Regions from separate parts of the Anser cygnoides genome. Here region 1 is linked to region 2. A link is a contact called in public Hi-C data. All regions are on one chromosome and are shown on one strand. Each heading gives the region's core, a stretch centred on a gene start, on an enhancer-like site or on the middle of the called end of the contact. The rest is flanking DNA. Distances are from core to core; before and after follow the strand shown. Region 1 has its middle 26 kb from the start of GPI. Region 2 holds the start of WTIP (WT1 interacting protein).

Region 1 (5,188 bases), core at 705-3,204, 130 kb before region 2:
AAGCTATGATTACAGCAAAGATACCTGCACTTTTGTTTAAAGAAAATTTTATTATAATTGATAAGTGATCCCCTTTGGCCCAATTTGCAATTATCTGATCTGTTGGGTTGTTCTAATTTCCAAACTATCCAGCACTAAATTCAGAGTTCCTGCAGGCTTAATGATCATAACGGTTTGAGCTTGAACTGCTTGAAGAAAGGTAAGATTGAGCAAAATTTCCCAGGCTGCACTGAAAACCCAAACTGAATCCATTGCTGTTCTGCAAGAACAAAAAGCACTTGCAGATCTGGAGTGTCATGCTTCAGCAGGTGAGCCATGATTCTATATAGATTAGTCAAATAAAAAGAATTTTTTTTTCCTCATTTGTTCATATTGCCTGGAAGAACATGACAATGAAAGTGCTTAAATTTGCATATTCCTAGAAGTATTCTGCTGTAGCAATTCCTGCTGCTATTTTTTCTTGAAAGGAAATGGATTTTGGAGAGAACATTGCTAAGTAGATACGTTCAACATACAACAGAGTTATGAAGTCTAGAGCATTAAAGTTTCACAATCTGGTTTTCAGTAGCAGTAGGAGCTTAAATCAATAGGATAACTTTTCATAAAGACATTTATGATTAGTCTGACTTATTTTTAAATTGTATTCAGTGACGTTAACTTAGGTGGCTTGCACTTTAGGACTGTCTCTCCAGTCTTCTCAAGAAATGCATTTGTAGCCATAACACCGTTTTAATTTTACAGACAAATTTCTACGCAGCTTTGCTTTTTTCTCTGATAAATTATCTGATAGGTCTTTTTAACATTTGCTTTATTTCCCAAATCCATTATATATATTAAAATAAAAAAAATATAAAAAATATATTAAATAAATATATATTAATATATTATATATAATATATATAATATATAATATATATAATATAATATATATATATATAAAATAAATAAATAGATATTTAAAAAAAACTAAATAAAAAAAATAAAACTAAATAAAACTAAAGGGCTTTTGGCATGGCTCCGTGGCTGGATGATCTGTGGTCTAGCAGCAGTGGTTCCTGAACTACTTAAGAAAGCAGTATTAGAAGAGACAGTACAAGGCATCATATGGAGGTTCACTGGAGTTCTCCACAACTCTCCATCAATAACTATATGAGTTCTGATCTTCACTAGCCTTCTAACACATACCATTTGGAGTTGGAAGAGTTATGATGATCTATGGCCTAAGCCATGTTCAGTTCACAGGTTATATAGCTGCTACCCCTAATAGTAGTAGATTTCAGAATGACAAGCAGAAAAAGGAAAAGGTATGGAGTCTTCATCCATTCCAATGTTAAAGTGTGGAGCGTGGTATAATGGTGGAGGACTGCTGGCCAATATGCATGTATACCAGCTTAATAATACTCTTTAATTCTATTTGCATGGGATTGAGATTTTACTGAGAAGGCCTCTTATCTCACCGTTCAAAACTAGGCGGTCAGATACAAGTGAAAATGTCACATTGACGTAAACAGACATTGATCTGGTTGTTGGATTATTAACTGCAGTCAGGAAGCAATTCTCGAGACATGTATTTTGCAACAATTTTGGACTGTTTCAGCCTGGCTACAGATATGCTTCTCTGTAGAGTGAGAGTTAAAAGCAAGCCTCCATGCTGAGGCAGACACATGTGAGGAACCTAAAACGCAGTCTGTACGATCTAACTTGGTTTCATAGATCTCTTCAGAGGTAAGCAGTATTTAATGATAAAAAGCACCAATTTTATTTGGAATGTGTACCTTTGGGACAAAATTAAAGTTACAGGAGAGGAATGATACTAGCTGTTCGACTGTGGTAGAGAAGCAATGTTTGCTGGAACAAAATAAATATGGTGATGTCCTCAAACTTGGGGATACCTTTACTAAAAAAAGTATACATCAGTGTGTGTGTGTGTATATATATATATATATATATACACTTACTGGTGGGAGTTGTGTATACACACACACACACACACGTATATATTTAAGTACATCAAACTTTCTTTCCTCTTTAAACCCTCAGAGATCTTCCTCCTGGGAGATACCGACATTCCCTTCATATTGGGTGGATTTACCGCAAGGAAAGCTAGAGGAAACTTAAAAGTGTCCGATTTTATTTAAAACCTTGGTGGTCTTTAACGGCTGCCCCACAGTTCCAGCCTGGTACAAACTTAAACAGAGCTCTTTGTTGCTCTTGAATGTGACATAATCCTTTCATCTGGCATGCTGAATGAAGTATGCACATGGCTTTTTTGCTACCCCTGCTGGGCTGCCTTGTTACACCTTCAGAGCAAACCACCCCCCAGTAAAAAAAAAAAAAAAAAAAAAAGGGGGCAAAAAAAAAAAAAGCTTGGACTCTGTCATCCACCCTAACGCCAATAAACAACAGATAACTATGGCATCTTTTGGCTTTAAAATGTTGCCCCTAGTTAAACTTGTGTGTTGAGGAAGGAAACAGCTCCCCACATCATTGTTTCAAGCAGATACAGATACAGAGTACATTTTTTTGTTGTTTGCATGTTTGCTAATTTGAAGCTCTTTGAAGAATCCTACAGGGAGATCAAAGACAAAAGATTAGAACGTTTTTAATAAAGTGAAGAAGGATCAGGTTAGATCAAAGGGACAAGCTGACAGGAAATAAGTAGGTGCCGTTGTTGGCTGACACTTGCATGCTGTAGGGTGATTTCTGTGTTAATGTGAGGTCAGAAGGAGGATTGCTTTACATCTTATTGTCTCCAGACTTTGCTGACTGGGTGTGTCTTTGTACTTTGCTTTAATCTCAAAAATTAAAACCCATAAAGTCACAGTTTGGCTCAGCCACATGATTTTTCTAGTTATTTAGCTTTGATTTTTAAATAAAAATAAAATTTGGAATGCATCAGCAGGGTATGGAGGTAATTAATTGGTCTGCAAAGGGTTTTGGCTACAGGAGTACTCATTATCAGAGGTACTGGGCCTCAGTTATCCCCAGTGTCTTTTCACTGACTTTAAGGGAATTAAATCTTACCGCACTGTCCCTCTGAGGATATGTTTTCTTTATGTATGCTAAGGCCTTGTGTGCTCACAGGTTGTACCACCATAATTAAAGCAGGACAATGAAATTAATAGATCTCCTTTAGTTTGGATGCAGTTTTTATTGATACAGAGCTGGTAATTGGATAGAGTTTAGATCCCTGAGAGAATAAAGTGACGCTTCTAACCAGAATGGACACTCTGCTCACTGGCCTCCTTGTGATCTTCAGCATTTAGGTTGTGGTGGATGCATGGTAATCTTTGGCATCCTGGCATATGCGTATCAGAAGTAAGCAGCTACACAAAATATGATTATTTTCTAATAAGAAATCACCCTTCTGCATGATGTAGCTAGGAGCTAATTTGAGTGCTTGAAGACAGTTCCAAGAAAACAAGCCTTTTTTTTTTTTTTCCCCCTATATGGTGGGTGATTTTACAGTTGCACAGAGCTTGATCTCCCCATGTGTCTTCACAGGTGAAGGGAACAAATTTTTGAGAGGTTTGTGTGACTTTTTCTCCATTAGCAGGAAACCTCCTCTGCCCGAAAGGACGTTTGAAGGTAAACATGCAGGATTGGGCCCAAACAAAAAATGCTTGTTTTGTTCTGCAAACACGAGGGCTAATAGCATTAGCTTTCTGTTCTACACAAGGACATGCACAGTTCCTCTTTTTGCACCAGGGTTTTTTGCTGTCCTAATGCAGAGTATGGCACTCCAGTGATTAGATAATTATTGCTTACACCACATCAAATAAAGTGTCTTTTTTTATCCAGTCATGTTAAATTGAAATTGCGGGTTTTGTTATGGCCCTAGCAGAAAAAGCTGTGCTCAGCGCCTTGCTTGTTACTACAGTACAGGTAATTATCACATTTTATGAAAAGATTTAGAGAAATGTATTTTTATTGCATTTTGTTATTTTTGTCTTGCAGTCAGTTAATGTAACTGAGTGATCACTCTACAAAACCAAACGAAAGTATTCAGTAAAATGAAGGTGCCTAAAATTAATGAGGCAAAGAAAAACGAAGGAAGAGGTTAGCTCACGTTTAGGAAAGTGAGGATAGTTTGTGAGCCTCAAAGGCATGTTAGTACTGGGTGAAACTAATATGCACAAGTGAGGAAAAATGTTCCTTTTCACTGTGCTGCTGCTGAACAGAGCTTCTCTTTCCTGGTGCACATGGCTCGAAGCCAAAACTTCACATACTGTACTGTTGTTTGCTGCTTGTACACATGCATTATCTAGGGTTCCTGATTAAAAGCAGCATGGCAGATTGTATGAAGGGCTGCTGTTTTGGAGCCAATTTTATGATGCAGTCAGGATTCATTTTCAGTAGAGCTGACCTTGGGCATGCAGTGCTATTAAGCCAACAGCTGAGAATGGCATATGGGAAGAAGACAACCTGATTTGATTTGGAACATAGTCCCATTTTCTTTATTTGATCACATTCTGTGGAGCCTCCTGGGTTGCCAGTCTGCTATTTTTCATGTCCAGTGGGCTCTAATTAAAATGACTTCTAAATCAGATATATGCAGTGTTCAGAAGGGGGAAAACAGAAGTGAATGCTCCTCGAATGCTCAAAGTGCTTCTGTGTGGTCATTGTAATGGCACATCTCCTAGAGGCATCTACCTCTGTAACAACTTAGCCTCTGTTGAGTCCCATGCTAGACGTGGCTTTAGATGGAAAATATGCACTAACATGCTTCTCTAAGCATTCAGATTTAGAAGTGGTAGGTCATTCTGAGATTTATCCGCCCAGTCAAAACACTGAGTTTGTGCCTAAACTTGAGATGTTTCATGGAGCCACTGTTCTACAATAAAACATACCATCACTGGAGAAAGGTAGATGCTGGCTGGAAAAATGTGTACTGATTGGGTAGCAGAAAAATGGGGTGGTTAGCTATCTGAGTAGTGGGCAGACACGTCTAAATTCTGCTGAAGTTGTGAAGATACTAATGGGACCAGCTGGACAGATGTTCCTGAATTACAGAAGTGCAAGAAAAAATAGGCCATGTCCTAAATAGGCAAATCTGGAGTTATAAATTGATTTAGTTAAATTTGTGTAATCTTTTATTACATATAAGGCCATTAACCTACAGGTATTGCAAGAGTCTGATAGGACTGGAATGTAGCAGAAATTCAAGGTACGTGAGGCAGTCAAACAG
Region 2 (4,872 bases), core at 1,874-4,373:
TTGTTCTCCCTTCTCTGACAGGAGTCCCCCCCCCCCCAGAGCCCACAGCCCCAGTTCAAGCTGCTCCCAAGGGCTGCCCAGGTCCAGCTGCCCTACCCAGCCATCGCCTGGCTCATCCCGTCCCCAGAGGAACGGGGCAGTATTTGTACGCTCCAGGATTATCTTTCAAAGGCATTTTGGCCTTTATCACCCAGTACAAAATAAAAGACACAGGAACTTTGACACGACTACAAAGCATGTTCACGTGTTTCAAGAAGTTGCTTTTTTTCTATAAAGAAGCACTGAAGATACCCGGATGACTACCAAAAAGCTGACACCACCTCACCAAGGACAGACAAGTCTGCTCTCCCCTGACCTCCCCTCACGTGCCAGAGATGACACCAACCCCTACCAGACTCGTGCGCAGCACGGACCTGCAAGGCCTCACGGGGTGGAAACAATGCTGGGATGCCACAAGCACTCTGAACTAGGACAACGTAACTGAATGAGGCACTAAAACTGCTTCACCAGCCAGGCTCATTGTCTTTAACAACTTAAACGTTGTAGATGGCCTGAAAGTATGATCACAAATACCACAGCCTCAGCAGGCTGAACTTTATCGATGAAGGCAAATGAGCAAATCAGTGTGAACCCCAACAGCTTCTGTAACACTTGAGACAAGTCTCCTATCTGCACCTGGAAGGGGAAGAGTCACAAAGCCTAGCAAACTGTACAAGAAATAGAAGATAAAACACCAGGTACGAGGCAAAGTGCAAACGCTTCTGACACCAGTTAGAAAGACAGTATCTGTGGTGAGCCAGCTTTCTCTTACAATGACCAGAGGCTTCAGTAGGTAACTGGCCCAGAGCAGTTCTGGGCATCACACCCTCACCTTCCCCAGAGCTAAAATCACCCAGCTCCAGGCAGGCCCCGCACACCATCACCTTCTAGCCGCTCGCCCCCTCCAGGCCCCACACCCTGCCTCCCCGAGCAGGTCACTCACCGAAGTACTCCTTCTTCATGTGCATCTCCAGCTCCTTCTCCAGCTCCAGCGTCAGCGCCTCCAGCCTCCTCTCCGCCTGGCTGGGGCCGCTCTCCCGGCTCGGCGTCACCTGGTAGGGGAGCTTGAATTTGGGAGCCGAGGCCGAGCCTTTGGTGGGGCTGTAGGCGTAGGGGGACGCGGCGTCGGGGCCGCCACCGCCAGCCGGGTGCTGCTGGTCGTGGCGCGGCGGGGACTGGGCATGGATCTTGTGGTAGCCATCGGGCAGCTCGGGCACCACGCAGTCCTCCTGCAGGCCGGGCCCCAGCAGCGAGGAGCGGGGCGAGGGCAGCTGCAGCTCGGGGTAGGCGCTCATGGAGCCGCGGGAGCTCCGCGAGCTCTGGCTGGAGATGCTGGAGCGGGGGCTGACCACGGCAGCGCCCTGCACGCCGCGGCCCTCGGGGGGCCCGCAGAGGCTGGAGCGGGGGCTGGCCACGGCCAGGCCGGCGGCAGCGGCCCCGTCCAGCTCGGCGCCGCCCGGCGGGCCGTACCTGGAGTCCGAGTAGCTGGAGCGGGGGCTGGTGGGGCACGAGTACTGGCTGGCGGTGCTGGAGCGGGGGCTGGCGTGGCGCTGGTCGTAGCCCATGCTGATGCCGCTGGTGCGGTTGCTGCTGGGCTTGCTGCCGCCGCCACCGCCGCCGTCGTAGCTGGTGAGGCTGGCGCGGGGGCTGGAGTGCTTGCTGGTGTCGCTGGCCGTGCTGGCGTAGCTGGAGCGGGGGCTCAGCGCCGCGCCGTCGTACTGCACCAGGCTGCCGCGGGGGCTGCCGTACTTGTCCTGCCCGGGCACCACCAGGCTGGAGCGGGGGCTCGAGAACTTCTCGTAGGGCAGCGAGCACCCCGCGCCGCCCAGGCTGGAGCGGGGGCTGGAGAACTTGCCGTGCTCGGCGCCGGGGCCCGGCGAGGCGGCGGCTGCGGCGGGAGCCAGGCTGGCCCGGGGGCTGGCGGCTCCGTACTTGCCGTCGGGGCCCCCGGCCGCCCTCCCGCCGCCCTTGGCCACGTAGCCGCCGTCGTAGGCGCTGCCGGCGGCGTAGCGGTAGCCCTCGGCCGAGTAGCGCTTGCCCTTGTCGGGGAAGCCGCTGTAGCAGGGCAGCGCCACCTCGGAGCGGGTGCACAGCCCCTCCTCGCAGCACGGCGGCCCGGCGGCCGGCGGCGGCGGCTCGGCGCGGCCGTTGGCGGCGCGGAGCGGGGCGGCGGGCGGGTAGGCTTTGCCGCAGGGGGCGGCGGGGAAGGGGAAGGCTTCGGCGGGCGGCGGCGGCGCGGCGGTGCCGTTCATCTTGCGGCCCCGCTGCTCCGCCGGCATGTGGGCGGCCAGCACCCGCTTGGTCTCCTCCAGGTCCGGGGGGAGCGGCGGGTCCCGGCGGCCGCCCCGGCCGTACGGTGCCTCCGGGCAAGGCTCGTAGAGGGACAGATCTTCCAGGAGCTTGGTGGCCTTCAGTGCCATGTCCTCCTCGTACTTCTCCATGCTCGGCCGGAGCCCGGCGAAAGTCTCCGCGAAGGCGCAGTCCAGAGGAGGAAAAGATTAAAAAATAAATAAAGTAAAAAAAATAAAAACCCGCCCCCAAAAGAAAGCCCCTCGACAGGACACAGCCGGCGGGACGCAGCTCCTTCCCCGGCGGGCGGCCCGGGCTGCGAGCAGGCTGGGCGGCGATCACCTCGGCGGCATCCCGGCTCTGCACGGCTCGGCGCGGCCGGGCTGCCCAGCGGCGGGCGGCGAGCGGAGGCGAGGAGCCCCTGTGTCACTTTCCAGCCTTAAATAAGTTGCTGGGTCCAGTCAATGGCGCGCTGCGCGGAGGAATTTGCGCTCGGCGGCTCCCTGCCCCCGCCGCCCCCGGCCGGCCGCCCCGCGGCGGGGCCGCGGCTCCTGCCCGCACCCCCGGGCGGGGGCGAAGGCGGCGGCCGGTCCGTGAGGGGCTTCGCGGGGCGGCCGGCGGGGCGCGGGGCGCGGCGAGGCAGGGACTCCTTTGTGTGGGGCAGGAATGCGAGGAAGGAGACTGGGCGCTGCGTCCCGCTGGAATGTAGTTAATGCCGGAGCCAAACAATGATTTGCACCGAGTCAGGCGGGGAGAGGGCGGCCGCGGCGGCGGGGCCGGCGGCTTCCCCTCAGCGCGGCCCACTCCCGAGCGCCGCTGCCCGGGGCTGTCACCGCCACGGGGCTCGGCCGGGGGCTGAGGGGAGTCCCCGGCCCTGAGGGGGGGTCCCGGTGCCGGGCGGGGGCGGCCGCGGCCCCGTTTCCCGCTCTCGGCCCTGACTGGAACTTTCGGCCGGGGCGCGCCCCCCGCGGGCAGGGGCTGAGGCGCGGCCGCTGCGAGCGGCTCCCACCTGTGCCGGAGCCCCGGCACCTGAGGGCTGCTTGTACTTATTGGCTTCGTTTTTAAATAAATAAATAAATAAAAGCAATACCGGGACGCGATGAACGCGCCGTGGCCCAAAGCAATCTGCGAATTGACATAAGCTTGAAAAAAGCTTGCTGCTGTTTGTGTAATTTTGCGAAAGCTTTATCTGTTGATCCCGTAACAAACACGGTGCTGCTTGGTATTTACGTTTGTATACACACAGCAGTCTGTCAGAAAACACCAGTCTACTGAGCTGAGACCTCCGATGTGAAACTGTAGCCTACAGTTAATTTTTTTATAAGTACAACTCCCTGATGAGCATCAGTGTTGATCTCAGAAACACTGAGGAAGCCCGAGCAATAGGTACCTGAGCAGTGTCAATGCAATGAGAGAAATATGTTGCAAGTTTGTGCTGCAGGTGCTCTGTCCCTGCCAAGAACATTTTATCCTGTTATCATACCTAATTAAACATTAAAAGCAACTGTGTACTTGAAAATGTCCCCAGCTGTGGAGGGCAATTGATTGGCAATCTGTTTGTGTGTGCAAAAAACATTAAAAAAAAAAAAAAAAAAAAAAAGAAATCTAGCAAACCATCTAAATGTGCAAAACCAGCCCTGAAAAGCAAACCTGTTAGACATGGAAGAGGCTGTTCACTGTTGATGTGAACGTATGTGTACATCAGCAACCCATCTTGGGAGTCAACCACTTTTCTGCTACGTTTTCACATCTCCAGCGGTCTCATTACACTTTCTGCTGGTATCACCACATGCTTCCAGAGGTTACTTCCCAGAAGTAGTATCTCACCTCTGGTCTGCAGGTGCGCGACCGCTGAAAGCACCTCTTGCTGTAGCACATCCTGGCACGTACCGCCGCGGTTCCAAACAACACGCAGCGCAGGCCCTGGGCGATGGCAGCAGAAGCCTCCCTGCGAAGGTGCCATGGCGCTGACCTGGATCACAGCAGCATTTCAATTCCCTGCTCCACTCAAGCCTTGTGCTTTCTGGTGAAGCTGAGGCTCCTTCTGCAGCACGCACAGAAATCCCAGTTAACTTGAGTGCTGAGCCAGGGACTCCTGCACAAAGTGCACTACGGGCAGTGGGCATCTCACAGGCTGCTGCCTTCAAGCATGCGGGTGCTGAGCTCCTCCGTTTCTGGTTCCTGGGGCCTTTGCTAGGATGATCTGTCCTCTGACTGGCTGTGGATTACTCACTGACAGTTTTTATTAGGTTGTCTTCTTGTGAATCTAGGAGAGGCTCATGGACAACCTGGGAACCTAGGCCATCAGAGCACCTACAGAAAAGCTAATTTATTGTATTTCTTTTTTTTTTTTTTTAACTTCTTAACGGTAGGTAACTCTATTATTAATCAAACAGGGTGTGGAGAGCATATCCTGAGGGGCTCTGCCTGTGTGCTTGCACAAGGAAGGATTCTGAGCAGCTGTTTTTAGGAGCCAAACAGTGGGAACTGCAGAGCTGATGCTGTGTGAAGTCAGAAGCATAAGCTCAAGCGGAGGAGCTTGTT

Evidence for each region. Hi-C and Micro-C count contacts between places; a contact is called where the count stands out from the background.
Region 1: a Hi-C map of liver shows a contact between it and region 2, with 17 times the contacts expected there. The contact joins the enhancer-like site here to the promoter of WTIP in region 2. A contact is called at or near these places in 3 of 7 Hi-C or Micro-C datasets (fetal liver and liver).

Annotation. Positions count from the first base shown.
Region 1 is chr12:10,142,522-10,147,709 of Taihu_goose_T2T_genome, reverse strand. No RefSeq gene overlaps it. Among named protein-coding and RNA genes, the nearest start is that of GPI, 26 kb to the left of the region's middle. Within about 2 kb of position 1,954, at least 2 of the 3 cell types and tissues checked have open chromatin away from gene starts, as enhancers often do. A contact at or near this core is called in fetal liver and liver, where this site is marked.
Region 2 is chr12:10,014,929-10,019,800 of Taihu_goose_T2T_genome, reverse strand. It overlaps WTIP (WT1 interacting protein), which reads right to left and starts at 3,123. Exons shown (of 8, transcript XM_013176618.3): 1 at 983-3,123. The coding sequence starts at 2,480. LOC136791767 (a long non-coding RNA gene) reads left to right here and starts at 4,740. Exons shown (of 3, transcript XR_010834352.1): 1 at 4,740-4,872.